Regions from separate parts of the Ovis aries genome. Here region 2 is linked to region 1. Evidence: chromatin contacts called from public Hi-C data. All regions are on one chromosome and are shown on one strand. The core of a region is the stretch at or near the end of the contact, and the rest is flanking DNA. Distances in the headings are between cores, read along the strand shown. Region 1 holds the start of NCOA3 (nuclear receptor coactivator 3). Region 2 overlaps NCOA3 (nuclear receptor coactivator 3).

Region 1 (6,535 bases), core at 2,079-4,578:
TTCCACTCATTAGTCTATGAAATTACCCAGCCCATAAAAACTAATCAGCCCATATTTCAGGGTCTCTTATCTCGTGAGATGGCCCATACTCTGGGGAGTGTATTTCTCTCTAAATAAATCCACTTCTCACCTATCAGTTTGTCTCTCACTGTATTCTTTCTGTGACAAGACATAAAGAACCAGAGCTTTGGGACTTCTATGTGATTCAGTGGCTAAGACTCCAGATTCCTGATGCAAGGGGCCTGAGTTTGAACCCTGGTCAGGCAACTAGATCCCACAAGCATCAGGGAAGATGGAGGTGCCACAACTAAGAAGATCCAGTGCAGCCAATTAAATTGAAAAAAAAAAAAAAAAAAAAGACGACAACAAAAACAACCTGTGCTTCATTAGATCCTGAGACCAGGTGTGTGATCTCAATGAAAAGACGGTGGGTTCAGGCTGGGTGTGAGTCCCAGTCTGTTGTGCAGTTTCACCATTGTAACACATTCAGGTTGGAAGTGACATAACTTAGTATATGTTTTTCCAAAGACCCCTCTAGCGACTGAGTGGGGAATGGCTTGTGTGTGTTCAGTTGCTCAGTCATGTCCGACTCTTTGCAACCCCATAGGCTGTAGCCCACCAGGCTCCTCTCTCCATGGATTATCCTGGCAAGAATACTGAAATGGGTCGGCATTTCCCCCTCCAGGGGATCTTCCTGATCCAGGACTCAACCCCGCATCTCCTGTGTCTCCTGCAAGGGCAGGTGGATTCTTTACAGCTGAGCCACCTGGGAAGCCTGAGGAGTGGCTTATAGGATGACTAATGACAGGCAAGGAGAGCAGCTAGCTGTGGTTGTGCAGGTGAAAGGTCACCCGGGGTCATCTTATTTCATCTCTGGAATCTTAACATGTAACATGGTACTTGGTATCTGATGCTTGATGAGGGGGTGAATTCATCTATGCAGTAAATATTCAGTTCAGTTCAGTGGCTCAGTCGTGTCTGACTCTTTGTGACCCCATGGATTGCAGCACGCTATACTATTGCTAAGCTCTGTTGTGAGTGCTAAGAGAATATGTCAGAGAACAAAAGACTCCAAAACTCTACCTTCATGGAGCTTTCAGTCTAGTGAGGAAAAGAGATAATCAGCATTAAAACCAAACAAAATTCCATGGTGTTTCTGATGATAGAAAGTGTTGCAGAGAGAAATGAAGCAAGGAAGAGGAGTAGGGGAAGCTGGGATTGGAGTGGGTGGGAACTTAAAATAGAGAAAACAGGGAAGGCCTCCCTGAAGCAGTGACATTTGAACAATGACTGTGGGGGAACCGAGAGAGTGAATGATTTGGATTTTCTGGAAAAAAGTGAACAAGGTAGTGTTAGTGTTACTTGCTCAGTCATGTCTCACTCTTTGTGACCTCATGGACTATAGCCTGCCAGGATCCTCTGTCCATGAAATTGTCCAGGCAAGACTACTAGAGCGGGTAACCTCCCCTTCTCCAAGGGATCTTCCTGACCCAGGGATTGAACCCAGGTCTCCTGCATTGCAAGTGGATTCTTTACCGTCTGGGACCAGAGAAGCCCAAAAAATAGCAAATGCAAGACCTTTGAGGCCAGAGTGTGCTAGGAATGTTGGATGGACCCCCAAAGAGTCCAGTATTCCTGAAATACAGTAATGAGTGGATGAGAAGTGGGTGATGAGCTTAACAAAGGGTTGGGAAGGGCAGAGTCAGGTTTTATGGGGCTTTGCAGGTGACTGCAAAGAGTTTGGAAGACAAACCTCAAGGGACTTAGTTTTTTCCCAGGATCCCTCTGGCTGCTGTATTGAGAACAGACTCCAGGGGAAAGAGTAGAATGGATGCAATGAGAAGGCTCCTGCAATAGAGCACGATGCAGACGGTGGTGTATGGAAGCAGGCAGAAGAGTGAGGAGGCTCCAGGAATAGACCAGGTGGCAATGGGGTTGTGGAGCTAGCAAGTGGTTACTTATTTTATTCTGCTGCTGCTAAGTCACTTCAGCCGTGTTCAACTTTGTGCGACCCCATAGACAGCAACCCACCAGGCTCTTCTGTCCCCGGGATTCTCCAGGCAAGAATATGGAGTGGGTTGCCATTTCCTTCTCCAATGCCTGAAAGTGAAAAGTGAAAGTGAAGTTGTGAAGTCGCTCAGTCCTATCCAACTCTTAGTGACCTGATGGACTGCAGCCTACCAGGCTCCTCTGTCCATGGGACTTTCCAGGCAAGAGTACTGGAGTGGGGTGCCATTGCCTTTTATTCTAGTCATGCTCAAAACATGTTTTATTTTTATTATTATTTTTTGACGTGGACCATTTTTAAAGTCTTTGTTGAATTTGTTTCAACACTGTTTATGTTTTGTTGTTTTTTTGGCTGCAAGGTGTGTGGAATCTTAACTCCCTGACCAGGGATTGAACCTGTACCCCCTGGATTGGAGGGCAAAGTCTTAACCGCTGGACTGCCAGGGAAGTCCCTCAAGTTATTTAATACTGATTCAATATTATTGTCTATTATATAGTCTGTATTAAAATTTCCTCCAAGGTCCTTTTCACAATAAATGAAACCTGGATCCAGTCAAGGTCCACCGTTTGCCTTTGGTTTTTATCTTTCATGCTGTGGTATTTTTAAGAGTCCAGGCTTGGTATTTTGTAGCAAGCCCCACATTCTGTATTTGCTTGTTTTTTGTTTTTAGTTATATTCAGGTTAGCATTTTTTGGCAAAAATACTACGGAGGGGGCGTTATGTTTTTCCTATTGCATCATATCAAAAAACATATACGTCGATTTGGTCCATTATTGGTGATGCTAAGTGATTGATTTGATAGCTTGGTTAAGGTGCTGTCTGCCAGATGGCCCCAGTGCAAAGCAGGCTTTTCCGTTTTGTAGGTGATGAGTACTCCGTGGGATGATACTTTGGGACTGAACATACAGTAAATGTGCTATTGCCCAACAATCTTTCATCCAGTGACTTTAGCATCTAATGAACAGCCCTGTGCTTTCCGACCTTGCGCCTGTCTGCTCCTTTGAACACGGGCTAAGAGTGGTCCCTGAGGGACGCTTGTTTTGAGGATCAGTGCCTGGCATACAATAAACGCTCCATAAATGTTATTACTGGACGAAAGCAAGTATGAAAAAAATTAAGGGCCAGGCTAGGGTTGCACTCCGCACCCCCGGGGACCGCCGCAGCTCCCAGGCTGTAAGTCAGTGACAGAGGCCCTGACGTCCACGCGGCCACGCCCTCGCGCCGCGGAAGCCAGACCGGGCTGGACCACCCAGCGCCCGGGGCCGCGCAAGGCCCCCTGGGACCGGTAGTGCTGGGCGTGGCCGCAGGACTACATGTCCCGTCGGCCTCCGCTCCGCGGCTCCCGGCGGCGGCCGCCTCAGCCCCTTCACAGCGACGGCGGCGGCGGCGGCGGCTGAGTCGGTGGCGGCGGCGGCGGCGGCGGCGGCGGCGGCTGCTGTTGCTGCTGGCTGAGGAGCGACGAGTTTCCGATTTAAAGCTGAGCTGCGAGGAAAATGGCGGCGGGCGGTGAGTGGAGATAAAGGAAGAGCGGCGGCGGGCGAGCGGGTGGAGGGCGAGGCGGAGGAAAGAGGGCGAGTCCCCCCGGGCTGCGGCGAGCCCGCGGCTCCGGCTCCGCGGAGGCGCTGAGGGGCGCGCTGCGCGAGGGGCGCGCGGGGACACTTTCGGGGTGTCGGGGCCGCGCCGCTCTCCCGCAGCCTCTGAGCGGCCCGCGGCCGCGGGAGGGGTGTCGAAGCTGGGCGGCAGCTAGCTTGAGGGTGCGAGGGGGGTCCTCGCGCCGAGGGGGTCACTCCGAGGAGTTTGGGGGAGACCGCGGGGGGTCCACTTTTCCTCCTGTCCCTGAAGTTTTACCCTCCTGCAGCCCTCGGGTTGCTTCTGAAAGCTCCCCACGACCCCCACCTCCCGCCGCCTCGGTGTCTCTCGGTTCTTCAGAAGAACTAGAGGGCGGGGGGAAGGCGCACTGCTCCCCACTCAGCCCCAGCCCAGCCTCCGAGTGGTACCGAGAAGCGGCTGGGATTTTGCTGCCGTGTTTCCTCCTGCACTTGGGGCGTTTTAAGTATTTTTAACCCAGATTATCTGTGGGATTTCCATTTTGGGCACGGAGAGATTCTCAGCAGTTTTTCTCAGTAAAAAGGCATTTTTGCTACCTCTGGTGTGAAGGCTGGGAAATGGCAAGTGGAAGTTAGTGCATTAAATTTGGGGTTGGGCTGTCTTTATCGTTACTCTCCCACCCCCTCCCCCCTTTCCCATCTCTGATCTTCCTACGTACATTGACTCAATTTGTGATGGTTTAGAGAAACTGTAGGTTTTGCACATGCTTTACAAAAGCAATCCACGAGTCGTTGGGAGGGCTTAGTTGCTTCCTAGGCAGTTTAAGGGCACTCAGGGTGGAAAAGTTCACCAAAAGAGCAGTTGTGAGAGGCAGAGAGCATCGTCTCGAAATCTCACAAGCAGGAGGAGTTCGGGCTTCTCAAATGGAAAGACAGGGAGAGGTCTGAAATTCTCTTGAAGTAGAAACTTTTTTTCCCCCCCTCCCGAATGTGAAGACTTCCTTCTTGATCGTTTTGAGCAGCAGCGCTTCAAAGCCAACCTGTTTTTGTTATTAAGCCTGTACCGTAAAGAAACAGGAAGGCGAGTCCCAGCTGTCTTGCTGCAGTGGTTTGAGATGGAGTAGAATGAGATGAGTGAGAGTGCTAGTAGTAGTGAGTGAGATTGCGGCATCTCCTCGATTCAAAAGCCTGGGCTCAGGTCCACCGTCCTGGTCCCTGGCTGCAAAAACACTTCAGCATTTGTTGCAGCACGTTGTTTAGAGGATGATGGAAAAAACAAAAAAAAGCTTAAAGTCTTGTGATTGCCACATACACCCAAATGTTAAATAGAAATCTGTAAGTTTTGTGAAATGTGCTTTCTTGAAAACATATTCAGTTGTTGCTTGTTTGTTTAGTATAGGTTATGCCCCATTTAACTGGTCTCGGGACTACTAGGAGGGTACAAAAACATTGAAAATGAGCCTCTCTCCTATTCTAAACCCTCCAGTTCCCATTTCCAGGAGGCAACAACTCTTACTGGTTTCTGGAGCATTCTTGGTGTTTGGAATAATTATTTTAAGAATTTTCATTTGAAACACATTCCCGTTGGATAGCAAAAGCAGGGAAAGAAAATGAACCAAAGAAAGGGAAAAATGGGTGGGAATACAGTTTCCTTTTTACTATCTTCAACAATTGTTGATGGCGACTAGAGAAGCTCTTCCAAACTTACTGGTTGTGTTGCCTTATCTACTAACACCCTTAAGGAAATAACAATCTGTGGGGCTTCAGGGTGAAGAATCCTGCCAGGGCTCATTGTTTGTATGTAAGATGAAGCCTCCGTTTGTAACATGTAAAATGATACTGAACAGTAGCTTCTGTCACTGGAGGTTCCTTCAGGTTCTGCATTTAAATGAGCAGTAATCTAGATTGCCAGCGACCCCAAATTATAGGGGAATTTTATGTATTGATAGAAATGACTTAATTGTCCAATTAGCATTTTTCAAAAGGCATATGCCAGCTTCTGGTATATAGAAGAACATTTTGGACATGAGGATTATGGACTAAGTGGGAAGCTGCAATATTTGTAGAACAGTTATTGGAAATACGTCCACCTTAAAATATTCTTTCACTCCAGAAGCATTGAAAATGCATAACAACCCTAGCATAATTAACAAGATTAAAAAAAAAAGTTTTAGAATGGTGGTTTTAAATTTACCAACACTAACAGTTCATTAGAAAAATGATATTAAAGACTAGGGGATTAATGACTCTATTAAATATACATTTTGAAAGTGAATATTCTGTGCTTTTTTTGCCATGTAGAAATTATTTCCGTACGTTGAAGCCCGCATCCCACAAACAAGCTAGAATTCATTCACTACAGAGTGAATGTTCTATAGGACCCTCGATCCTTTTTCTAGGAGACATGCAAATAAAAAATAGTTTTTGAAGTGATTACGTACCAGTACCTTCTTGATTGGTCATTTGAAATAAACTTTCTGTGTCAGGTATGTCAGGGACATATTAAAGATAAAAAGGTTTATTTTTTTCTTTTAAATTCGGTCCTTTGAGCGTTAGCAGTTTGATTCTAGAAAAGTTCCTTTTGATTTGGAGACTAGTAGGTTTTTTTTTTTCTTGAGACTAGTAGGTTTTTGAGAAGTCTCTTGAAAGAATGACTAAACATTTTAGTTTGGACAATAGGGTAGGATAAAAAAATGCAAACTACTATTGTCCTATGCCTTATCGGTGTTAAAATAAATGGCTTTAGGGTTTCTTTCTGCATTTCTTTTTTAGACTATATAATTTTGAGCCTTGGCCAGAGGATGTGGACAACTTTTGAAAACTTTTAATTTGTTGCAAGTTTAGAATGAATATAGCCTTTATGATGATAGGCAGCCAAGTGATCACAGTTTAACAGTTGTTACTCTTTAAATGCTACCAGGACTAGAAAAAAGTTGCTGATCGTGATTGAAGAGGAGCTGCAGTTTCTTGAAGGGTAAAC
Region 2 (7,198 bases), core at 2,542-5,041, 60 kb after region 1:
CCATCCAGTTTGAAGCCATAGAAAACATTTGAATTAAAAAAACAAAAACAGAAAACACTTGTTCTGTGAATCTTAGAGTGATTCTCAGACTTAATGTCTGTGAGCCACTTTGACAGAGCAAGGAGATGTGCATGCTGCTCTCTTGTTTGTTTTGATGGTCAGCGTTTCTTTTTAGGTTCCATTTTTGACGTAGAAGCTGCATTAGTATGGGAGGAGAACCAGACCACTGACTGCTGTACCTCATTTAGTCAGTCTTATTTTCCAAATGCAGAGTGCTTCGGGTACTCGGATAAAACCAGGGGAGAAGAATGATTTGGTTGGAGATGCCAGGAAAACTGCACTTTCCGTGCCCGGATTGGTTTGTGACAAGAAGCTCGCTACCTACTGTTTAACTCTGTGCTTTGTTCTGAGTTATTTTTGGAGTAACTTATGTGATGGAAAGAAATAATATAGAGGATAGGAGAAATTGAGGAAAAATGTATTCCCCTGTCCTGGGGAGAAGATATATAAATAGCTAATTTACTGTATGTTCATTTTTAGGGTTTGTTCTGTCGCAAAGGCGTGTGATTAGGTCTCATTGAATTCTTCTGAATGCTTTCCTTTGCCAGGCCCAGCTACTAGATTATCTGGATTCAGGACTACTCAAAATATTTTTTTGCTTGGTTGCCTTCCTTTTTCTAAGATGATTTTAAAAAGCCCTTTACATATACAGAATACTCTGTGCCAATTAACTAATAGTTTTTCTTGCCAGTCATTGAAAGATAAAAGACTTAAAACAGCATCGATTTGTTTGAACTTGTGCAAGTAATATTTTATTTTTGTTGTTGAAGTTAGAATGAAAGGATGGGGAGCATAAGGGAGGGAAAAATTATATTCTCATTTATGTAGAAAATAGAAATATAATGGCTTTGAACATGTTGACAATTAAAAAAAGGACCAGGTTTTACGTTTATTATACAACCATTAAAAGTATGTTGCTGGTGATATCTCCCTGGAGTATCTTGGTTCAGGCATGTCTTCCATTTGGTGGGTAAGAAAAATTAGACACACAAAGTCAGTGTAATTTTTCCAGTTACGTATAGAGAAAATAATAAGCGGTGTGTAGTTTTCCTTGACTCTGCCTATATTTTATCCAGTTGAAATGTATATGGAACTCAGGACAGGTGATGTATTTTGTATAGTTTCCCAGCTGTTCATAGTAACAGCTCAATTAAATTTTGATGTTATTCTTCAGGGAGAGGTTTTGTTCTGGTTGCTAATGATGTATATATTGATGTTTTTGAGCATGGACATAATATTTGTGTTCATGTTGATAAGAAAATTGAACTGGATTTCAGTACAAAACTTTTGTAAACATTTTGCGATACAGGCTTTTGTATTTGGGGTTTCTGTTTTTATGATGTTTAGGCCACCGTTGGTTTTAGATAAGAGGAATTTGAATCTCTTGATTCTGTTTTCTTCCAGGGCTGTATGTGCCTCTGCAGGCGTTTTTGGTTTGTGTAGTATATGCACTGAGGATATCTTTGTAATTTTGACATGAGTATAGTATTATATATTGATTAAATTTCTGTTTTTAAATATTAAGGAGTGCAGATATTTTAATCTTTACATGCCAAGAATTCTGGGCTTTCCTTGTTTCCCCCCCTGTAATTGCTGCTGGTGGAGGTGGAAGCCCTTCTCAGTGTTAATAAATGCCATCACCCATTCCCTTCCCCCAGCTTTACACTGGAGCCTAGTTTGCCTGCAGCTGCAATGGTAGGCATCTTTCAGGAAGTGACCTTGGCTTGTATTAATCAAATTCAGAACACACAAAAAGCTTCTTGCTAACATGCTGACTTGATGTAAAATTTTATCGCATCCATTTTCTTTCAGAATGAGGCCATCTTGTAAAAAGAAGATACACAGAAGACTCCTCCAATATAATACATTAAAAAAGCTCTGTAAGACATGTTTGTTTTTTAAAAAAACCTAGATTTTAAAAGTAAAGACGATTCATGGCCAAATGTGCATAAACCTAAATCATGAAGGTTTGGGAGCTGTTACTAGAAAATAACTTGTTTTAATGCTGAATAAAAAGAAAGTCCTGTATGTTAGCATCAAACTTATTTACTATTTAGCTACATTAAATACAATTTAATATTATCTTTAATATTTATATCAAAATATTTAAAAAATAAGCTATAAATTTAATATATAGCTACATTAAATTATTGTGGAAAATTTATATACTATGAATTTATTTGGGGGCCCTTTAGGAAACATGTATTAAGAGAGATACTTTTGTATATAGTTTATCTTTGGGTGTTCAGAAATGACTGTGATCTTACTGTGTTGGTTTGGATAAGAAAACTAATATCCTGCTTGGAATCATTTTCTTATGTAGTGGCAGTAACTACAGGGACTTCTACATATAACAGAAGATTGAGTCAGCAGGACTGCTAAAATTTCAACCACCTATTGTATTTATGAGAATATCCTAACTACAGATTCACACAGTTGCTTCTTTAGTATTTAGCTGATCATTATGATAGAGTAGTTAATATAGTCAAAGAAATCTAGGTTTTAAATGTAGGATAGTTGAGGTTTGTGTCTTACAGATCTTTATTTTAACCTTGCTCAGTGTTATATGTAGAAAAGAGTATTTCATGGATTAGTTTGCTAATGTTTTCTACATTTGGGAGAAATTTACATAAAAAAACCCAAAACTTGGAGCTCAGTCGCATCTATTGCCAAGGGGTTCACTTTTGAGTTTATTTGTGTAGGAGTCATTTGTGTGTACTGAACTGTTTTAGAAGAGAAATACAGAAAAAAGCTTAAACCTTAGGAGCTGTACCTGCATTTTGGTAGATGTACAGTATGAAAAGTACAGGCATGTTGTGTGTTTATTAATGATTAGGAGAGGAGATAGAGAACTTATGCAAATTAAAAATTGGGGTTAGATAAATAATGGCTTCAACATCTGAGTTATTATTTACTGGAAACATAATCAGCATTATCTGTGATTGTATTGTAACTTGTTCTTAGAATTGCAGCCTCATGGAGATAAATCTATCTGTAACCTGCCTAAGTTCACTCTTTGTCTTGATACCAACATTAATAATTGGTTTGTTAGATACTACAGGAGAATTTCGGAGAAGGCAATGGCACCCCACTCCAGTACTCTTGTCTGGAAAATCCCATGGACGGAGGAGCCTGGTAGGCTGCAGTCCATGGGGTCGCGAAGAGTCGGACATGACTGAGCGACTTCACTTTCACTTTGCACTTTCATGCATTGGAGAAGGAAGTGGCAACCCACTCCAGTGTTCTTGCCTGGAGAATCCCAGGGATGGGGGAGCCTGGTGTGCTGCCATCTGTGGGGTCGCACAGAGTCGGACACGACTGAAGCAACTTAGCAGCAGTAGCAGCAGCACAGGAGAATTTCAAGGAAAATGACTTGATCATTTTTCTCCACTCAAATACCTGTTTAAAATACATGATCTTCAATAAAATTGTCACCTTGAACTTAAAATGTTCTTTGCCTCCTCCTCTGCTGCCCCCTTCCCATGCCCCCCATTCCCCCCTAAGAAGGAGAAAGGAACGCCTGACGAGAAAAGGAATACATACAATCCTGGTAGCCAATGAGTTAATGTTCATTTGCAGCCTGAGGGTCAGCGTTCAGTCCCTGTTTCCTGATTGGCTGCTAAAAGGTGAAATTGAAACCACTGTAAACTTTTGACCCTGTAGCAATTCTTGTGGAACGCCTTCCACTGGTGGAGCCCAGAGCTTCAGCTCACCTCTCCACCCAACCCCTCCCACCCCCTTTCCTGTATTTATTTTGTATGATCGTGCAGTACTGCATGCGGTTTTTCCAGGAGAGGGGGGAGAGGGAAGCAGAACAAGCACCAGCAAGCGGCTGGCTTCATGCCTGTTTTAGCAACCATGTCATTACTAGCTACAACTCAGCCAGAGATAGGGAACTTGTTAATAAACTGGTCTGCCAACTGGATTTTTCAGTTTTCTCCTTAATCTCAAGGTAATTTTAAAAATGCAGAATGGTCGTATTTACTGTTGTTCATCAGTGGATAGTATCGTAGTGTAAGCAAAATATATGGCACGATTCCCGAATGTGTTGAGTTAAAAATAGCTTTCATATTCAGCAACCTTTATATATCCCATTAATGTTTCCTATGTCTCTTATGATTTTTACGTAAATGCCTAATGTTTTACAAAAGTTTTCTTTTTTTCTTCTTTGCCTTTGTCTTTTGTTATAAAGAAACTCAATTGGCATTTCATTTCTGACTATGGAGAATAATTGCAGAAATTATCTGTACATTCAAAGTTTGTTACTAATCCCCCCCCCCCCCCTCTTTTTTTCTTGGATGAGGTAAATGGTTCTGGATTTGTCTTCCATTCACATGTAAATAGTGCTTTACAGTCACCACAGAAACCGGTGAACATGGCAGGACTGTCCTCTTCCCTCTCCTTTGACACTGATGTCAGACTCTGTCCTTGTCTTTGGTTACTCCTTATATCCCTGGTGTGTCTGGCAGAGTGTAGCGGGTTGATGCTCAGCAGATACTTACTGAGGGAACATAGTTTTCATTTCAGAAACTATAGTGGCTGTTTGTACCTGCTATTCCTGTCCTAATTTTGCTTACACTTTTGAGGGCCTGTGCAGCACCTGGCATCTGATAGGTGTAGAGCAGACATTTAAGTGAATTAAATGCCTTCCCCAAGGTTATGAATCTGAACTTCCAAAACCTAGGTTTTCTGAAACTAAAGCTTCTTTTTTAACTGCCTCTTTTAAATTTTCAGATTGATTCTACGTAGAACTAAACATTTATTAAAACTTATTAAATGACTATTCAGAATAAGTTATTATAAATCAATTTGGTCTTTTCTAATGTACATCATAGGCTGGGTGGTAATACATGTCAAGTGTTTTTTTTTTTTTAACCCTGTCCTTACTTTACTAAGCCTGAATGTGTTACAATTTGAAATAATTCCTACTACTCTTGTCAGAAAGATGGGTATTTTTGAAAGTGTCATCAGTGTATTGCCAGTATTTTCTTGGGTACCAAATACATTTTTCCTTATTTACTTGAACACGAAATAATGGACTGATAAATTTTAAAGAAAAAATTATTTTTTTCTGTGAAGTTTATATAACTTTAAAAACAGTAACATCTTTTTATATAATTTAAAACTTTCCTATTGGTATTAAACTTACATCCTTTCTTTCCCCTTTCATTAGATTGGTTGTAGTTGATTGTTGTAAGTAAAATCTGGTGTTACAGTTTTGACAAAGGATATATTTATTGTTTGATAAATAATCTCAACTGCAAAAAAAAAAATGTTCTTTGTGCTAGTATTACATAATCTTTAAGTAAAACGGGATGTTTAATTGGTGCACAAACTGATTGTTTAGTGCTTTTAAGATGAGTGGGCAACAGCTGGCTTTTCCCAAAGATGGTGGTTCCCCATCTCCATCTATGATTTTAGGAAACTGAGGAGGGTGTCCTTGGGAGCCCTGCCTGCCGCAGCGTGGAGAGAATAATGAGCTTAATATGATTAATAGTAGAGTCCTTGCCCCCTTCCGTACTCAATAGCAAAAGAAAAACACATTCATAATATTCAGTGGCCTCTCTTTGTGCAGTTGGTGTTTCCCAGCATCAGCATTATGTAGTTTGGATTTTCCTCTCAGCTCCCCTCCCCCAGTTTGATTCTTTGTTCTGGCCTCGAGGCACATCTTCTCAGACTAGCTCTTATTAACAAAGCTCAGTTTGATCTCCCTAAGCCCCCAGTAGCTTTCTAGTGATGCAGGTTTTGATAATGTGGATCTCATCAGTCACCTTTATGTTAATTCTAGTAGACAAATTGGGGCTTCCCTGGTGGCTCAGTGGGAAAGAATCCACCTGCCAATGCAGGATATATGGGTTCAACCCCTAGGTCAGGAAGATCCCTAGAAGAAAGTGACAATCCATTCCAGTATTAGTGCCTGGGAAATCCCGTAGACAGAGGAACCTGGTCGGCCACAGACCATGCGCTCATAAAAAGAGTCAGACACAACTTAGCGACTAAACAAACAAACAAAAAAATACAGTCCTTGGAAATCTGCTCTGTTGCCATTGCAGAATCTTGGTTCTAGACTAGTCAACTGCAGTGTCCCAGCGGTTCCATACTCGACAGGATCTTGGTAGATTGTACTTTTTAGACTAGACTAGTACTTTTTAGACTCCTTGCAGTTTGCTGGTAGGGAAGCCAGTCGTTGCTCTGATTATTTGGGGGCCTCTCTAATCCAGCTGCACACTTCTTGGGAGAGGAGAACTTTTTAGATGGTATCTCTTTGTGTTCTGGGGGTTATGGGGTACAGATTGGCTGTGTCAGTACTCCTTTGGGTAGTTCTCATCGGCAGTACAGCATTGCTTGAGTGTGAAGTAGGCTCTCTCACCAGCTTTTCACATTAGGCAGCAGTGCTTGTTTCCTGGATCAGTCATGAGGTACATTCTGACTCAAATGCCTTTTCCTACCCACCCATCTTGTTCTCTAGGTACTAATGTCACCCCATGAACTCCCTCTTACTTCTCAAAAGGAGCAACAACAAAAGAACCATTTCTTTTTAAAAATTACGTTTATTTGTTTATTTTTGGCAGCACTGGCATGCGTTGCTGTGTGCAGGCTTTCGCTAGCTGTGGTCAGCGGGGCTCTGCTTGGCTGAGATGTGCGAGCTTCTGAATCCTGCGGCCTCTCTTGTGTCTGAGGCTCGCGGGCTCTAGAGCTTGGGCTCAGTAGCTGTGTACTGGCCGAGTTGCTCTGAGGCATGTGGAATCTTCCCAGACCAGAGATTGAACCCGTGTTCCTTCCATTAGCAGGTGGATTCTTAGTCACTAGACTGCCAGGGAAGTACAAAAGAACCATTTCTGAGATGAAATTTGATTTAAAACTAGGGCCAGAAAACCTTGAACTTTTTTTACAAGACTTTTGCCTATCTTTTCCCCCTCCACTGTCCTCTAGTTAAATTGAATATAAAAATTCAAGTTATAAAACACTGAATTGAGTGAATTAATGAATTAAAGTCGCTCAGTCATGTCTGACTCTTTGTGACTGAAGGGACTATACATTCAGTCCTTGGAATTCTCCAGGTCAGAGTACTGGAGTAGGTAGCCTTTTCCCTTCTCCAGGGGATCTTCCCAACCCAGGGATCGAACCTAGGTCTCCT

The links. Hi-C and Micro-C count contacts between places; a contact is called where the count stands out from the background.
Region 2: a contact with region 1 is called in a Hi-C map of liver, with 1.7 times the contacts expected there. The contact joins the enhancer-like site here to the promoter of NCOA3 in region 1. A contact is called at or near these places in 5 of 16 Hi-C or Micro-C datasets (blood, liver, mixed tissues and 1 more).

Annotation. Positions count from the first base shown.
Region 1 is chr13:76,022,342-76,028,876 of ARS-UI_Ramb_v3.0, forward strand. NCOA3 (nuclear receptor coactivator 3) reads left to right here and starts at 3,329. Exons shown (of 25, transcript XM_060397813.1): 1 at 3,329-3,514.
Region 2 is chr13:76,081,505-76,088,702 of ARS-UI_Ramb_v3.0, forward strand. All of the region lies in intron 1 of NCOA3 (nuclear receptor coactivator 3), which reads left to right. Among named protein-coding and RNA genes, the nearest start is that of NCOA3, 59 kb to the left of the region's middle. Within about 2 kb of position 3,792, at least 35 of the 54 cell types and tissues checked have an H3K27ac peak or open chromatin away from gene starts, as enhancers often do. A contact at or near this core is called in liver, where this site is marked.